2 separate regions of the Danio rerio genome follow, and region 2 is linked to region 1. A link is a contact called in public HiCAR-type data. All regions are on one chromosome and are shown on one strand. Each heading gives the region's core, a stretch centred on a gene start, on an enhancer-like site or on the middle of the called end of the contact. The rest is flanking DNA. Distances are from core to core; before and after follow the strand shown. Region 1 overlaps fbrsl1 (fibrosin-like 1). Region 2 has its middle 12 kb from the start of chfr.

Region 1 (2,763 bases), core at 198-2,697:
AACAATTCACTGAAGAAAATGTAAAAAAGTAAATGTAATTCTTTCCTACCTACCTCTGATTATGATAAAATGAGTATAGTTCCTTGCCATATCGACCTAGAAAATAGCAACTTTTTATTATCCGTCCATCTTACTACACAACAAGTTTTTAAATTGGAAAAGTACCAACTTTTTGTTTTGAGAGAGATGCTAATGCTGGGTTAGTACTTAGTCTTAGTACTTATGTTTTACTTTTACTTTTAACATTTTTACCTTTTGGAAAATGATATTGGGGACAGAAAGCAGTTTGAAATGAAAATGAAGAATCAAAATATCAGACGTCTATCAAAGAGAATGCAAATCCTAAATGGAGTTATCTTTTATGTCCATTTTTATGTTTAAATACATAAATGTATGTCGAATTCCGTAAAAAAAACCTGTCTTGGTGAGTGTCCTCATAAAACACAGTCAGTTATGTTTAAAGTAAATAAAACATTGAAGGAAGAAGATAAAACGAGTATAGTTCCTAGCCATATCGACCAAGAAAATAGCAACTTTTCATTTTCTGTCCATCTTACTACACAACTCAAGTTTTAAATAGGAAAATTACCAACTTTTTGTTTTGAGAGAGATGCCAATGCTAATTCAATTCAATAATTTATGCTAAGCTAAGCTAAAAGTGCTCCCGTAAGACCCAGAGGTCAATTTCAGAATGGTACTTTATAATGTATAATCTTCATATTAGATTTCTGCAATGATTATAAAACATTCCTGTCCTGGGACATAATGTCCTTTGTGTTTTAGACTGTACACAGAATAGTATCAGTACGTGAGGAAATATTTTGCTAATAAAAAGACCAAATTACATCTGGGCTTCTGGTATAATGTAATTAAGCTTTTATAATGTTTTATGCATACACAATAAGAGCATTTAGGATGCTTCAGTGTGGACGTAAAACTTTTGGAAAACGCTTAAAGCAGACAGAAACCAAAACAAAAACACTGCTTTCAATAGCATCTGGATTAAAGCAGACAGCCTGAGACTCATCCAACATGCCGCTTCTGCCTCAAACAAGGTCTTACCACATATTTAACATTTTAACCCGAATCTACATCCCTCCTCCCACTTCCACAATCCCCCCCATCCGCCTGTCTGGCAATCGTGCCGCCACACACGCCGCTTCTTGCTCTCGCGGTAATCAGCTTAGCTGCAGCCTGCTCGCTTGGCCGCTATCGCTAGTTGGACAAAACCACAATACCAAGCTCCCACCAGAGGCCGAGCCTAACCTTCCAGCATTCACAGTATGCCAAAGGCCTTCCTGACCGCCTCACTCCCATCTGGGGGGCTCTTTCTCTCGGGACAGAGGCAGAAAACCACCCCCCTCTGCCCGGGTTCACCTCCGGGGAGCTCTCGAGCCATTGTTTGCAGGCTATCAGTCTGCAGCCCCTTTGTTGGGCAAATGACAGATGCCACATTGTTTGACATGTACACGACACACTTCGGATAAGGGTGGAGAGGAGGCTGGCGAGAGGGGAGGAGACGGAGGCGGGGATGAAAAGAGAAGGGGAGGACGGAGGAAAAGGGCAGGGGAACGGGCGCTTTTGTGCCGCCGTGAGCTGTCAAAGCAACCGTAATCCCTTTCAGGCCCTCTATTGTCCCCCGAGCTCATAAAAGTGACATCACACTTAGGTCCGGATGACAAACGCCAATGCGTAATGTGAATACGAACAGCATCGCATTGTGATCGCAACATCAAGCTAACCGCTAATAGGAATATGCATGAGGTTATCTCAATAAATCAGAGTTAAAAGAGGAATATTAAAGGACTAAAGTATATGTTTAGTATTAAAGCTAACATGTAAGAGCTAATCAAGGTCATATTGAAGCTAGCTACCTGAATCCTTCACACCTCCCCCAATGGATCTGCATTGCGTGCACGTTTTGCTAAAAGCTAAATTAACCTTTATTTAAAGTTCATCCAATTCTGTTGAAAGGGGAGCATGGTGAATAGGTGAAGTACTAGTCTTCAGCAAGCAGCGGTTCTGCTGTTTACAAGTGCTAATCAAGGTAAAATTAAAGTAAGCTTCTCGAATATTTCTCGATTTTTTCGATCTGCAGTTTCTAAGAATTCTTTAAACACATGATCTTTGTTCAAACTACTTATTAAAAATGAAATGAAACGACACAATTACTGAGTTTTTTTGGGGGACAACTTAATTGTTTTATGTTTAATCCACTAAAATTTGTAATAACTAATAAGTTAGCCTAATACCTTTATGTTGTCCCACACAACTGATTTGTGTAATAAGCCAGCATTTTAACAGCGTATGCTGTTTAAACGGTGGCGCAGTGGGTAGCGTTGTAATCTCACAGCAAAAGGACCTTTGGTTCAAGCCCCAGCAAGGTCAGTTGGCATTTTAGTAGTGTGGAGTTTGCATGTTCTCCTTGTGTTCGTGTGGGTTTCCTCCGTGTGCTCCGAGTTCCCCCCACAAATCCAAAGACATGCGCTATACAGTAGGTGTATTGGGTAAGCTAAATTGGGTAAGCTAGTGTTTGTCTGTATGTCTTGGTCCTGCAGGTTGGGGGTTGGGGTTGAGCGTTGAGCATAAAAAAAGTTGATGTTACGAAACACCAACATGGTGCGGCTAAATATCAACTTCGATATAAACTGCCCTGGGAGTAAGTATACTGTTTAAATTAATAAACAGATTTTCAAGATATACTACATATGGAATCTGTATTGCTATGTTGAATAATAAGTTAATGTTTGTCTTTATAGTCTT
Region 2 (2,763 bases), core at 144-2,643, 450 kb before region 1:
TACTTCAGCCTTCACATCAAAGCTCCTGAAGGCAAAGAAGGTCGAGGTGCTCCAAGATTGGCCACCCCAGTCACCAGAAACGAACATTATTGAGCATGTCTGAGGTAAGATGAATGAGGCATTGAATATGAATCCAAAGAATCTTGATGAACTCTGGGAGTCCTGCAAGAATGCCTACTTTGCCATTCCAGATGACTTTATTAATAAGTTATTTGAGTCATTGCAGAGATGTATGGATGCAGTCATCCTAGCTAATGATAGTCATACAAAATATAAATTATTTTTCCACAGCACCATGACTTTATATTCTATACTGTACATTATTTCTAAGTGACAAGACTTATGTCTAAGCAAAGTCAGACCTTACTGTCCTAATTAAATAATTAAAAATCAAGACATGATCAAATTTTATTCAAATAATGATAATCTAGAGGCCTTTGCCTTTCATATAGACTTGATACTAAATTATCAACTAGAAGTTAAGTTATTATTTGCTGACTTGGACAGGCGATAAGTCATTTGTCAGCTTGTGTGTCTGTGTGTGTGTGTTTGCATTGTTGAAAGTATATATTTCCATAGGTACAAATTTCCATAAAATCGCTTCAATGGAAACCAACTTTTTTTGCATAAACCCATCGCTATTTGTTTATAAGTTGGCCAACTTCTCCTTTGACCTTTCCACGGTGGCTACAATGAGCCTCGGGAAAAAGAAAGGGAGTGTCAGCAGCACATGCCGTGTGACTAAAACCAAGCCGAAAGCAGAAAGATAAGAAGCATTCTTGGGCGACACAGTAACCCGTCCTGGAGAGGCTGGCCTTGATAGCAGCACTTGTTGTTTTGATGTGTTAAATAGCCGGTTGTCAACAGAAGCAGAGCGCTGATGGTTGAGCCACTGTGTAATGGCGGGTTCAGGTTGATAGTCGGATGTCTACAGCCAGGGGTGGTTAGCCAGCGTATCTAAACGGGGCTGTTTTGGCTTCTTTTTACATGCATATGAACACTCTGAGAGCAAGCTTTGATGGTCTGGTGCCAGAGAGAGATATGCCGTCTTTTCATGTGAAATGCAGTTCTATGGAAATTCAAATATTTGAAATTATAAACATGCTCCGGTCAATGCACTTTGCTGACTAGCCAGGCGTTTGCACTGTACAAAGGCTTATGTCGGTTGTAGCCCTGCAACCACTACAGAACCTGCCCTTAAGCTATATGACATTAGCGAACAGGGAGAGATAAGATATGGGGATTGTTATGTGTTCGTGTGGTGATAACAGATAAGTGAGGGATTTTTTTTTTTTTTTTCAAAGCAGCCTGCCAGACAGTATAGGCAAGAGCAGAGCTGGTCTAATGTCTTTTCGACAGGGGAGGAATGCGGAGCTTTTGAGCTGGAGCCAGGCATCTGCAATCATTTAGCCAAGGGTGTGCATACAGCGCCCTCCCATCTCCCCCCTCCGGCAATCATATTGCTCTGAATACTGTACAAAGCCAGCTTAAAAAACACAGGGTCAAGTGCAGGGCAGTTGTCAGATGTTTGTTGTTAGTCATATGTCAGAAGTGAAAGCCCACAGATTAAGAGATTTTTCTTTTTTTCATGGACATCTAAAAGCACACATTTGCATCTCGGGCCATGACCACATGCACCCTACATATAACCAAATAAGTGTCAGAAGAGTAGGAAAACAATGTGGAGAATATGTGGTTACTAGCATTGGAATAAAATACACTGCTATAGTGCAAGGCTAGGACAACTACCATTATAAATTAGGGATGAGCGATGTGGCCTAAAATCAAGATTTCAATTAATTGAACATTTTAACTTGATTACGGTTAATGAACGATTATTTCATTTATTTATTTTATTTTGTTGCCCTCATAGTTCACTGATACGTTTCGAACAGTGAATATGCTAACATATTTCAAGTGAGAGATTTTTTAATGAAGGGTGCATTACATGATTTTAAAACAATTTAAGGAAACATACACTATCTATAATATTTAATTGAACATCAACGTTGACCAACTGAAAATAAAACACACATTGCCAACAGTCACTTTTTTTCTTTTAAAAAAGTCAAAATAAATCACTTATTTAAGTTTTTCATATTAAAGTATGTATCTCTTCTAAATACATATTTTAATAATTCTTTAATATCTTCTGTAAACAATCATTTTCATGTAAATTCTAATTTTATTGTAGTAGAAAATATGCCGTCTCAAGGCACAGCTTCCAATCATCTTCATTATATGGCGTAAAGGCTGCACCGTACCATACCCATGCGTTTAATGCAGAAGTATAAATCAGCCTTAGCAAAGCGGGGTCATGTGACTCCGGTAGGGAAAATAATTAAAACAATTGACCTGCAAAAATTAGATCGATTATAATTTCTGAATGTCAATTTCGATTACTTTTCAATTAATCGCTCAGCCTTATCATAAATGTAATACTTTGTTTCAGCCTAAATTTGAGTAAAATATGAACCACGATTTTGGTTTCAATTTTAAAATATATTTTTTAACCCCGAATTTAACTTTTTGAGTTTGATATTTTTTACCCAAAATTTAGTAAAAAAGTGCATTTAAAAATAGTGTATTTAATTTAACGTACGTGTGTTAAAAATAGCATATGTATAGCTTGGATTTTTACACTATAACACTAGATGCGGATTAAGGTGCGGATGAAGCGGCAAGCGTGAGCGATTTACTTATTATGTCAATTCAAAGATACGAATAAACATCTTGTGGCGCGATTCACAAGAATGAAGTGGC

The links. HiCAR-type assays count read pairs that join an accessible place to other places.
Region 2: a HiCAR-type map of caudal fin shows a contact between it and region 1, with 18 times the contacts expected there. The contact joins two enhancer-like sites. A contact is called at or near these places in 3 of 18 Hi-C or Micro-C datasets (caudal fin, embryo and hematopoietic stem cells) and 1 of 4 datasets of contacts at active chromatin or transcription factors (caudal fin).

What each region holds. Positions count from the first base shown.
Region 1 is chr5:18,044,600-18,047,362 of GRCz12tu, reverse strand. The region is part of intron 2 of fbrsl1 (fibrosin-like 1); the gene reads right to left. Among named protein-coding and RNA genes, the nearest start is that of fbrsl1, 150 kb to the right of the region's middle. Within about 2 kb of position 1,447, at least 16 of the 62 cell types and tissues checked have an H3K27ac peak or open chromatin away from gene starts, as enhancers often do.
Region 2 is chr5:18,493,076-18,495,838 of GRCz12tu, reverse strand. No RefSeq gene overlaps it. Among named protein-coding and RNA genes, the nearest start is that of chfr, 12 kb to the left of the region's middle. Within about 2 kb of position 1,393, at least 19 of the 62 cell types and tissues checked have an H3K27ac peak or open chromatin away from gene starts, as enhancers often do.